2 separate regions of the Oryctolagus cuniculus genome follow, and region 1 is linked to region 2. The links are chromatin contacts, called in public Hi-C maps. All regions are on one chromosome and are shown on one strand. The core of a region is the stretch at or near the end of the contact, and the rest is flanking DNA. Distances in the headings are between cores, read along the strand shown. Region 1 overlaps ABL1 (ABL proto-oncogene 1, non-receptor tyrosine kinase). Region 2 overlaps ABL1 (ABL proto-oncogene 1, non-receptor tyrosine kinase).

Region 1 (5,642 bases), core at 2,732-5,231, 78 kb before region 2:
CACACTGGTGCGGGCAGGGCTCAGCGCTGTGGAGCAGGTAAGGAGAACCTGGGTCTGACTGTGGGATCCAGCTCCTGACTCCTCTTCCTACTAATGCGGATCCTGAGGACAGCCATGACGGCCCAAGTAATTGGGTTCTGGTCCATGCAAGGGAAACCTGGATTTCGTGCCAGGTTCCTATCTCAGGCCACTCCCAGCCCCAGCCACTGAGGGCATTCAGGAGGTGAACCAAGAGAGAAAGAAGAGGGAGAGGGAGTAAAGGAGGGGGAGGGAGGAAGGGGCAAGGGGAGAGAGAGACAGACAGACAGAGACAGACAGAAGTACACTTAGCACCATCATGATCAGGAACTGATCCACCAAGTTAAAACAATAAAAGCTGGTTAAATCGGGAGTTATTTATTTTTAAACCCTTTGTGATGCCCACCCTAGCTAGGAGACGCTGGTCTGTGACTCTTGACTGCAGGGTCAAGGACGGCCCTGCTCGGTGTGAGCACATGACTGACGTCTCCTCTAAGTCCCACCTATAACGAATCATCTCGCTCCAGCTTCAATCTCCCGCGGGCAGAGGGAGAACCCGGAGCCATTCGCCATGCAATCCCACTGGGGACATTTCTAGCTTTCTACAGTCCAATTCCAATTGTTTATGGTTGTCTTACATCTAATTCAGTGGCACCATCACAGACACAATTCTGTCTTCACACTTGTATTTCACTGGCTTCATAGTAACCAAGTAATTAGAATTGATGAATATCTGTGACAAACAGGCTTGGAAACCAACACAACTGGCCCTTGGTGGGCAGTGGAAGCTGCCTTGTCTCCTGTGCCTCTGCCAGGGGGGCAGGTTGTTGGCTGGAAGCCGGTCACATCTCATGACACTTCTGGTAAAGGGTTCTTAACATAAAGGGCTCTCCTGCACCAGTAAGAAAAAGGTAAGTCCCTCCACTAGGAGGAAAATGGACAAAAACCACAAACAAGCAATCCACAGAGAGTAAAAGCTGGCATTAGACGTGGACAGTGTGTCAACCCTTGCTAGTAATCAAATGCAAATTCTCTGTCAAACTGACAGATACCCGTTCTTGACACTGACAGCCAGAGTAGATCAGACTTTAATGGAACCGACAATGCTGACGGGGGTACATCTGGAATACGAATCAGGACTCTTGAAAGAATTTCATATTCTGTGATTTACCTCTAGGAATTGATTCTAAGACAGCCACATACTGATTTGTATACACCGATTTTAAATGACAGCAGAGAAAAGGAAAAGCGTAAAGCACCCATCAATACATGATAAATAAGTTTACGCTCCCTACATAAAATAGAATACATTTAAAAAGCTATTTAAAATACTTTTGGAGAAAATATTCAATGACTTAGGGTTGTATTCATGATATATTACAATCCAATATACACAGCATGAATCCAATTTTATAAAAATTGAAAAAAAGACCAGAAGGAACTATACCAAACTGAACAACAGTTAACTCAGGACGGTTGGATTAAAAGCATTTTTAGTTTTCTTTACACTTTTCTAGACTGCTGCATATTCCTCATAATAATTATGAAAAATGAGGCCCAGCATTTAGCCCAGATGCGGATTAACACATTCACACCCTGTTCCTAATCCCAGTTCCAGGCTAATGCAGACCTTGGGAGGGAGCAGGTGATGGCTCCGGCTCCCAGCTCAGCCTGAACCAGCCCTGGCCATTGTGGGCATCTGGGAGTGAATCAGTCAACAGGAAATCTGTCTATCTCTATCTTTCAAGTGAATAAAATAAATAATAAAAATTTTAAAAGACCATGGGATATTTTTAAAATCAGAACACCATTACAAAAATAGAAAGACATCATGGCCGGCGCCGCGGCTCAATAGGCTAATCCTCCGCCTTGCGGTGCCGGCACACCAGGTTCTAGTCCCGATTGGGGCGCCGGATTCTGTCCTGGTTGCCCCTCTTCCAGGCCAGCTCTCTGCTGTGGCCCGGGAGTGCAGTGGAGGATGGCCCAAGTGCTTGGGCCCTGCACCCCATGGGAGACCAGGATAAGTTCCTGGCTCCTGCCACTGGATCAGCGCGCTGCGCCGGCTGCAGTGCACCGGCCGCGGCGGCCATTGGAGGGTGAACCAACAGCAAAGGAAGACCTTTCTCTCTGTCTCTCTCACTGTCCACTCTGCCTGTCAAAAAATAAAAATAAAAAATAAATAAAATAAGAAAGACATCATAAATAAAAGCCAACTGATACTGACAATTTTTAAAAAAAAATACATTTATTTATTTGAGAGGCTGAGTTACAGACAGAGTGGGGGAGAGAGAGACAGATATCTTTCATCCGCTGGCTCACTCACCAAACGGCCACAGCAGCAGGGCTGGGCCAGGCCAAAGCCAGGAGCCTGGAACTCCACCAGCTCCCCTACATGGGTGGCAGGCACCCAAACACTTGGACCATCTTCTGCTGCTTTGGCAGGGAGCTGGATCGGACATGGAGCAGCCAGGACTTGAACCCATGCCCATATGGGATGCCAGTGTCGAAGGCAGTAGCATAAGTACTGTGGCACAATACCAGATCTCATACTTTTTAAAAAAAAGGTTCCTTATTTGATAAGCAGATCGATCAACAGAGAGCGAGTGAGAGAGACAGATCTTCCATCTGTTAGTTCACTCCCCAAATGGCTGTAACAGTGAGGTCTGGACAAGGCCAAAGGCAAGAGCCAGGAACTCTGCCTGGGTCTCCCATGTGGGTGATGGGGGCCCAAGCACTTGGGTCATCTACCAGTGCCTTCCTGGGTGCATTAGCAGGGAGCTGGACCAGAAGCAGACCTTGGCACTCTGATGTGGGACACCTGTGTGGAAGATGGTGACTTCCATCCCACAATACCCACCGGCTCCTGATGCTTACATAATTGATCATTTAACATGTAAGATTATACTGGGTGGGGCGGGGGTGTTTGCAAAGATATCTGTGCACTTCCCTCTGTGTCTCAACCTCACGGCTCTGAGTATGTAACTCGGCAGACCAGGGGCACACAGGAAATTAAACTCAAGGCATGAATACAGAAAAGCTTTTCTTCCCAAACGCCCTTTGACCTCTTCTATCAAACATTCTGCAGCATCTGGATTTGATCAAAGTTACATAATCGGGGAAGTGGCCTGGCAAACACCTGGAGTAGGCAGAGCGCGGCTACCCGCCCAGAGGTGACTATCCGTTGGAAGTGTGGGTTAAAGTTGGGGCTGTCCCTAACACCACCGGACAGATGGTGGGAATTTGATGCAAGGGGATAGGCCTTTGTCGGGAAGGAAAGGGCCTCCCACTGCTTTCTGATTCAACAGGACGTGGGGCCATCCAAGGCACTCTCTGGATTTTCCTCCCCAGTTCTTGCTCTGTTGCACAAATTAATGGCCAAAGCCCAAAGGGAAGTATTGCTCATGCAGGCCTCTGGATCGAGACACTGAAATGCACCACATCCAACACCAAACTTCCCAGTCAATTCCCAGTCCAGGCTGATGTCAAAGCTGACTCACGACGCACGGACGCCAAGTGACTTGCTTCACTTCACAGTGAACCGTGCTCGTCAGCCTGAGAAGCGGTCCCAGCGCACAGGGCCAGAGCCGCAGAGTGCGCGGACACCTTCCTTGTCGGTCCCACTGTCAGGAAGTTGGACCCCCACGGAGACCAGCGGCTTTGTCCAGAAAGAACACCCAACACAGCTTCCCTTCCGTCCGTCGGGTCGTGGGAACAGACTGGTGTCTGCTGCCACACTCACATTTTCTAAGGAGCATTTCCTGCAGCGTCCCCTTCTGAATTATATTTTAAACATCTTTAAGCTTTGAATCTTCAGAAGGGCCTCTTGCCTCCCTTAAATCCAGTTTGTTATTCCTCCATAATGTTAACAAAAAGGCTCCTACCCACCAGCCAAACTCGGGGAAAGCCTGTAAGTAGCCAGTCGGGCACCGGCTGAGCTCCAACCACAGTGACACCTGAGAAATGCCGTCCACTCTCCTAGAGAGCCTTGGCCCCAGCTACGGCAGTACCAGATGTTTGAAAACTCGGTAAGAACCATGCCACAGAATTCACCGGATCGGAGTGTGATTAACTTGTTTGGATAGTATTCTAGGAACAGTCTGGGTCTTCAAAACACAATTTAAAGATCGTTTTATATAAAAATATCGCTTCTCAAAGTTGTGAGTCAGTGAACAAAAATGTTTATGCAAGATCCTCTGATAACAGCGACCTGGTCGATCTCCAGGGGCTGCTGCTGCACTGCACACAGACAGACAGCGAGGGCAGACAGGCTCAACCCCAGGGGCCGGCACCGCACAGCCCCCAGGGGCGGGGAGACTTCGCCTGCCGCCTGCCGGCACCTGGGCCCAAGGCAGAGTGCACGGGGCCCAGCCAGGCAGCACTGGAGTGCACTGGGGGCTCTCTGGAAAGCTCTCAGACATTCAGGGTCGGGGAGGGGCAGGGGAGCAGAGGGGACAGCACTCCTGCCTCTGCTCACGTTCCGTCATCCAGGCCTTTGTCGCTTTCCGCTTACTTCCTTGGTGGCTCCGTCTCTACTGCCCTCCCATTCAAGGAATCTCTGCCATTTAAAAATCTACAAAACAGATTCCTCTGCAGAGGAAGGGCTCCAGCTGATGAGGTCACACTGGGACCACTCTCAAGACACTTACAACAGTTCCACACAGCTTTTTACAATATGAGTGTGGAGGAGAAGTATTGTTTCCCACAACTTGAACTTAATGAAACTCTTTTTTTTTTTATCTATATCCTACACGGTCCTTTATTTTGTCATTTACACCTTTAGACACAGTGGTTACAAAGATTATTATTTAAAAAAAAAAAAAAAGCTTCCCTAAACACAGCCTTTGCATTAGCTTCCCATGAGGACCAAGATTTCCCCAGCGCCCTACAGCACGGTGCTGGCTGCTGGGGAGCAGGGCGGTAACAAGCAGAGAGCCTTATGGGAGACACAGTTACAACACTACGTGGTCCGTGGATGGGTGGATGTGTTAGGACCCCACAGACCGAGGGGGAGCTCCCTGGGGTGAGGAAGGGAGGGACCCTGGCAGGACAGTCCACGCGAGAGAAGAGGTCTAACCAGGGACCTAAGGCCGGCCGGACACACTGAGGACACACGGAGGTGGGCTTCCCTGGACTGCACAGGGACCCCTCCAGGCAGGTAATGCCCAGGGACGCCTCAGGATAAAGCTTATGATGCATAAATACCACACAGAGGATTGCAAAGGAAAGCAATCACACCGAAATCGTCTTTTTAGCAATGAATCTGTGAGAGTGCTTCTTTAGTGACCCCTTAAACACGTGCTGCTCTGGGGCAGGCATCTGGCCTGGCAGTGAAGCCACCCGACCCCACCCTGGAATGCCGGGAGCAGGGTGACGGCAGGGCGGCTCCCAGGGTGCAGAACCGTCAGGCCTCCACTCTGGGAGAACAGCCCTGACCTGCACACGGCCGGCTCCAGTTCCTGCTCCTGCAGCCCCTGAGAGGCAGTGATGCCGGCTTCAGCGCTGAGTCCCTGCCAGCGACCTGGGGGACCTGGGCTGAGAGCCTGACTCCAGGCTTCAGCCTGTCTGTTGTGGCATCTGGGGAGTGCACCTGCCAACGGGAGCTCTCTTAGTCTCTCTTGGGCTCT
Region 2 (6,218 bases), core at 690-3,189:
ATCCTCTACTGCTTCCCCAGGCCATAGCAGAGAGCTGAATCAGAAGTGGAACAGCTGTGACTTGAACTGGCACCCATATGGGACGCTGGCACTGCAGGCAGCAACTGTACCCACCATGCCATGGCACCGGCCCCATGTTAAAAGCATTAAACCCGTGGCACAAAGAAGAAAGCAGAGATACATCTTGGTGGCCGGGGGGTCTAAGGAACAGACTAGAAACACAGGTGCTGTCAGGTCCAATTGTGGCTCTGTATCACCAGATGACTCTCACTTCTCCCTCGGAAGAGAAATACATACTAATCTGTCATTGTTACCAGACAGGTACAAAGACACACTTGATACTATACCCTCCAAGGCGCAGCTAGCACGATGGATCAAATGCCTGTAGAAGTATCTGTTCTGGGGCCTGTGTGTGGCACAGTGGCTTAAGCTGTCCTACCAGAGTGCCTGGGTGCAGTCCCAGCTCTACTTTGGATTCAGCTTCCTACTAATGTGCAACCAGGGAAAGCAGAAGACGGCCCAGGTACGTGGGTCCCTGCCACCCACGTGGGAGATCTGGATGGGGTTCCTGGCTCCTGGCATCAGCCTGGCCCAGTCCTGGCTGTTGTGGGCATTTGGGGAATGAGCTGGCAAATGGAAGACTGACCTCTTGACTATAACCTCACGGAAGATCACAAGCTGGAGCCACCCAGCCAAGCCACTTCTGAATCCCTGATCCAGACACAGTGAAGTAATGCAGGCTTCTTGCTTTAAGCCACTCTACTGAGTGATTTGTTATGGGACTCAGAGTACGAATAAGTAGCTGTAATCACACAACTTGATAATGGCAGCACCATCCAGCACGCCCATGTGAGTGGCAGGGACTCAGCTGCTTGAGCCGTTATCATTGCCACCTCCCAGGGATGCACCACCAGAAAGCTGGGGGCGGAGGAGAGGCAGAGACCTGAACCCAGGCACTCCAACATGGGATGCAGGTGTCCCAAATGCCTACTCCAAGAAACAGGACTTTTGAATCCTGCTAGTCCTATTCTACAGCCTGAGCTCGCCACCATCACACCATGCAGGCTCCTCCACAGAGGAAAATGCCCAAGCGACCTCACAAGGGCAAGAGCCATGGCTGTCTTTAAAGCTGTATCCAGCTGAGACACCAGTCCCATACACCTGGCATCCCACAGGCATTATGTCAGAATGACAGGAGTCAGCACTGTGGCGGAGTGGGTTAAAGGCCAGCCTGCAGCACCAGCACCCCATATGGGTGTCGGTTCAAGCCCCGGCTGCTCCTCTTCCAACCCAGATCTCTGCTGTGGCCTTGGAAAGCAGTGGATGCACCTGCGTGGGAGACCTGTAAGAAGCTCCTGGCTTCAGCTCAGCTCAGCTCGGGCCGCTGCGGTCATCTGGGGGAGTGATCCAGCAGATGGAAGGCCTCTCTCTCCCTCTCTCTCTCTCTCCCCCTCTCTCTCTGGCTCTACCACTCTCTGTAACTCTTTCAAATAAATAAAATTAATCTTTTTTTTTTAAAAAAAGAATCACAAATATTAAGAACAGATGGTGGAGTTATGGTGACATGTTCCATATTTTACTAAATTTGCATTTCCCCATAATATACATGTATTAAAGGGTTCGTGTCACTTGAATTCAACTTGAATTGGGACCTGAGTAAAAAGCAATTCAATCATCTAAATGCTCAGGGCAGGGGAGCTAGAAGACGGTCCTGAGGCTGAAACGGGCGTTCCCCGTATGGGGCGGTGTGGCTGTGCCGCGACGCTCCCGCAGATGCCAGAGCTTGGCTAGGCGTTCGGCTTTCAGCGGCCATGGGATGAGACGCTACCGAAGGGTTTTAAGCTGAGGAGCAAAATGATCTCATTTGCATTCCTGAAAGCTTATTCGTGTTTCTGTATGAAAAAGCAGAGGAAGCATCAGCAGGGAGGAAATTGCGCAAGTGCGGAGGGAGGGATGGATGCGCCCTGCGAAGTGCTGAGCTGGATGCGCCCACAGCTGTGCTGCTTGGTAGACGCTGCTTGAAAATCACTACAAACAAATTTTCCCAAATCGCACATTGATGCACACCACGACAGATTTCAAAATTACCCAGTTTTACATTTATTGGCATGGAAGAAATTTTCGATATATTCTTAAGTGTTTTGAAAAGACAAATGGGGGCAGGTGTTGTGACACAGCAGATTAGGCCGCTGCCAGGGACACACACATCCCAGCTAACCACTTCTGATCTAGCGCCTGCTGATGCATCCTGGGAGGCAGCAGATGACGGCCCAAGTGCCTGGATCCCTGCCACCCACGTGGGAGACCCACATGGAGTTCGGGGATCCTGGTTCAGCCTGGCCCAGCCCTAGCTGCTATGGGCAACTGGGGAGTAAACCAGCGGACGGAACGTCTTCCCCATTCTCTCTCTCACTCTCCCTGTCACCGCCTTTCAAGAAGATGAAAAGAAATTAAAAAAAAAATTTAAGGAGAAAAATGAGCAACAGTAAATTTACTAGGAACCATTCTGTGCAAGAGAAGTGTGGGTGAAAACAGAAATCTGGGTGCAGTGCTATGGCACAGTGGGTAAAGCCGCCGCCTGCAATGCTGGCATCCCACATGAGTGCTGGCTCAGGTCCCAGCTGCTGCGCTTCCAACCCAGCTCCCTGCTGATGCACCTGGGAGAGCAGCGGAGGGTGGCCCAAGTGCCTGGGGCCCTGCACCCACGTGGGAGACCCGGATGAAACTTCTGGCTTCAGCCTGGTCCAGCCCCAACTACTGCAGCCATCCGGGGACGGAACCAGTGAGTGTAAGGTCTCTCTTTCTGTCTCTCCCTCTCTGTCTGTAATTCTGTCTTTCAAATAAATAAAATAATCTTAAAATTTTTTTTTTTTGAGGAAAAAAAAAAAGAAAGAAAACAGAAGTTGACCTGAAAGCTCACCAGACAGGGCAGCACTGCTGGGGCTGGGCGCGGGCGGCGTTTGCTTCCTTCCTCGGCCTTTCTCTCCTTCTGAATTTTCTTTTTACTAATGAGAGCATTTTTTTCTTTCTTAAAAAAGAGTATTTGTTTGAAAGGCAGAGTAACAGAGGGAGGATGGGCAGAAAGAGGGAGAGACAGAGAGAGAGAAAGAAAGAGAGAGAGAGAGAGACTATCACCTGGTTTACTCCCCAGATAGTCCCAACAGCCAGGGCTGGGCCAGGCCACGGCAGGAGCCTGGAACTCCATCCTGGTCTCTCACACGGGTGCAGAGGCCCAAGTGCTTGAGCCGCCTTCTGCTGCTTCCCAGGTGCTGGACCGAAGTGGAAAGGGCTGGGACTGGAGCTCTGATTCGCTGGTATCACAAGTGGCAGCTAAACCCCCTATGCCATGCCAACCCCATTTTTTTTTTTCATTTTATTTGAAACAGAGACACAAACACAGAGAGAGAGAGAGAGAGAGAGACAGAGACAGAGACAGAGATACAGAGAGAGAAAAACAGAGAGATCTTCCATCCACCCGTTTGCTCCCCAAATGCCTGCCACAGCCAGAAGCCAGGAACTCCATCAGGTCTCCTTCATGGGTGTCAGGGACCCGAGTACGTGAGGCAGCACCTGGTGCCTCCTGGGCGCACATCAGCAGGCAGCCACACTGGAAGCAGAGCTGGGACTTGAACCTCGGCACTCTGACATGGAACGCAGGCATCCCACGCAGTGCCTTAACCACTGCACCAAACTCCTGGCAGCTACGAGATACACATAACAGCACTTTCATTTGTGGAAAACAATAGAAAAAATAACAATTCTATATAATAAAGAACAAAATTTGGGGGCCAGCATTGTGGTATAGCGGGTGTAGCCACTGGCATCCCACATGGGTGGCAGCTCAAGTCCTGGCTGCTCCACTTCCTATCCAGCTCCCTTCAAACAGCCTGGGAAAGGAGGGCGGATGGCCCAAGTCCCTGGGCCCCTGCCGCCCACGTGGGAGACACAGAAAAAGCTCCTGGCTTCTGGCTTCAGCCTGGCCCAGCTCTGGTCATTGTGGCCACCTGGGGAGTAAACCAAAGGGTGGAAGGTATCTCTTGCTCTCTGTCTCTCCCTCTCTCTCTGTAACTCCAAATAATAATAACTTCCAAATAATAAATAAATAAATATTTAATTAAAAAAATTGAAGAAATGGCCGGCTAGGCCACTACGTCAGGATGAAAGCGGTTTCCGAGAGGAATTCCACTCACACTAACAACGAGTCTGTGATCAGCGCAGAAGTGCACTGACGCCCGGTGCCACGGGGCGGAGATGTGGCTTTCTGTGCTCAATCATGGTGCAAGGCTTCTGGCTTGGTAATGTTTCACTTTTTCTTTTTCTTTTCTTTTCTTTTTTTTTTTTTTTATTTGACAGGTAGAGTTATAGACAGTGAGAGAGAGAGACAGAGACAGAGAGAAAGGTCTTCCTTCCGCTGGTTCACCCCCCAAATGGCTGCCACGGCTGGCGCTGCGCTGATCCGAAGCCAGGAGCTTCTTCCTGGTCTCCCATGTGGGCGCAGGGCCCAAGCACTTGGACTGTCCTCCACTGACCTCCCGGGCCACAGCAGAGAGCTGGACTGGAAGAGGAGCAACCAGGACTAGAACCTGGCGCCCATATGGGATGCTGGCGCTGCAGGCAGAGAATTAGCCAAGTGAGCCACGGTGCTGGCCCCGTAACATTTCACTTTTAAAAAACATTAAAAGGGGGCCGGTGCTATGGCACAGCGGGTTAAACCGTGGCCTATAATGCCGGCCCATGTCCCTGGGCCCCTGTGGCCATTTGGGGAGTGAACCAATGGATGGATGATCTCTCTCTGTGTAACTCTACCTTTCAAATCAATCAATCAAGCTTTAAAAAACAAACATAAAGGGGCCGGCGCTGTGGCGCAGTAGGTTAATCCTCTGCCTGCGGCGCTGGCATCCCATATGGGTGCCGGTTCTAGTCCCGGTTGCTCCTCTTCCACTCCAGCTCTCTGCTGTGGCCCGGGAAGGCAGTGGAGGATGGTCCAAGTGCTTGGGCCCTGCGCCCTCATGGGAGACCAGGAGGAAGCACCTGGCTCCTGCCTTCGGATCAGCGTGGTGTGTCGGCCACAGCGGCCATTGGGGGGTGAACCAACAGAAAAGGAAGACCTTTCTTTCTCTCTCTCTCTCTCTCTCTCTCTCTCCACTCTGCCTGTCAAAACAAAACAAAACAAAACAAAAAACTAAAACAAAAACATAAAAGGAGAGTTAATGAAAGCAGTGTATCAGAGTTCCTTGCTTGTACTCTCCTTCTTGTTCTAATAATGCTTCAGACACAAACCTTTCACACCAGGAGGCAAGGCTGTGGGCGGCTCTGGGGCAGGGGAAGGAGGATGGACGGGTTCATAGCTGTCTTAACTCTGACTAAGACAGACGCTTCCCAACCAGAAGTCAATGATGAGACATTCATGGCGTGCCAGATCGTGAATGGCCACCAAAAAGGCAGAAACTAAACCAAGCCCCTACAACAAACTTCTGAGAGAAACTTTCTTAAAAACTAGGGAAGCATTATGCTAAGGATTTACTACCCTAACATTTAAGCAGATAAGTCATCTGCTAAGATTTTCGGGTCTTTTTATGAGGAACTGTTATGCAGCCCTTCAAAAAGGCCAGAATGTATCTTGCAGTCAAGAATCCCTTGGGGCCGGCGCTGTGGCACAGTGGGTAAAGGCACCGCCTGAAATGCTGGCATCCCATATCAGCGCTGGTTTGAATCCTGGCTGCTCCACTTCCCCCAGCTCTCTGCTACAGCCTGGGAAAGCAGTGAAAGATGGTCCAAGTCCTTGGACCCCTGCACCTGCATGGGAGACCCAGAAAAAGCTCCTGGCTCCTGGCTCCTGGCTCCAGATTGGCCCATTTCCACTTGTTGCAGCCTTTTGGGGAGTGAACCAGGGGATGGAAGACCTCTCTCTCTCTCTCTCTCTCTCTCTCTTTCTCTCCCTCTCTCCTTCTGCCTCTCTGTAACTCTGCCTTTCAAATAATAAATAAATAAATATTAAAAAAAAAAAGAAAAGAATCCCTGATTTTGGGGCAGGTCTTGTGGCGTAGCGGGTTAAGCTGCCACCTGCAATGCAGGCATCCTATATGGGTGATGTGGGCATTGGTTTGGCTCCCAGCTGTTCCATTTCCATCCCAGCTACCTGCTAATGTGGGATGGTCCAGGTCCTTGGGCCCTGCACCCACATGGGAGACCTGGAAGAAGCTCTTGGCTCCTGGCTT

Evidence for each region. A called contact is a pair of places that touch in the nucleus more often than the background predicts.
Region 1: a Hi-C map of embryonic fibroblasts shows a contact between it and region 2, with 1.7 times the contacts expected there. The contact joins two enhancer-like sites. A contact is called at or near these places in 5 of 6 Hi-C or Micro-C datasets (ear pinna, embryonic fibroblasts, psoas muscle and 2 more).

What each region holds. Positions count from the first base shown.
Region 1 is chr1:233,467,855-233,473,496 of mOryCun1.1, reverse strand. All of the region lies in intron 1 of ABL1 (ABL proto-oncogene 1, non-receptor tyrosine kinase), which reads right to left. Among named protein-coding and RNA genes, the nearest start is that of QRFP, 40 kb to the left of the region's middle. Within about 2 kb of position 3,981, at least 4 of the 8 cell types and tissues checked have an H3K27ac peak or open chromatin away from gene starts, as enhancers often do.
Region 2 is chr1:233,387,297-233,393,514 of mOryCun1.1, reverse strand. The region is part of intron 1 of ABL1 (ABL proto-oncogene 1, non-receptor tyrosine kinase); the gene reads right to left. Among named protein-coding and RNA genes, the nearest start is that of ABL1, 33 kb to the right of the region's middle. Within about 2 kb of position 1,939, at least 2 of the 8 cell types and tissues checked have an H3K27ac peak or open chromatin away from gene starts, as enhancers often do.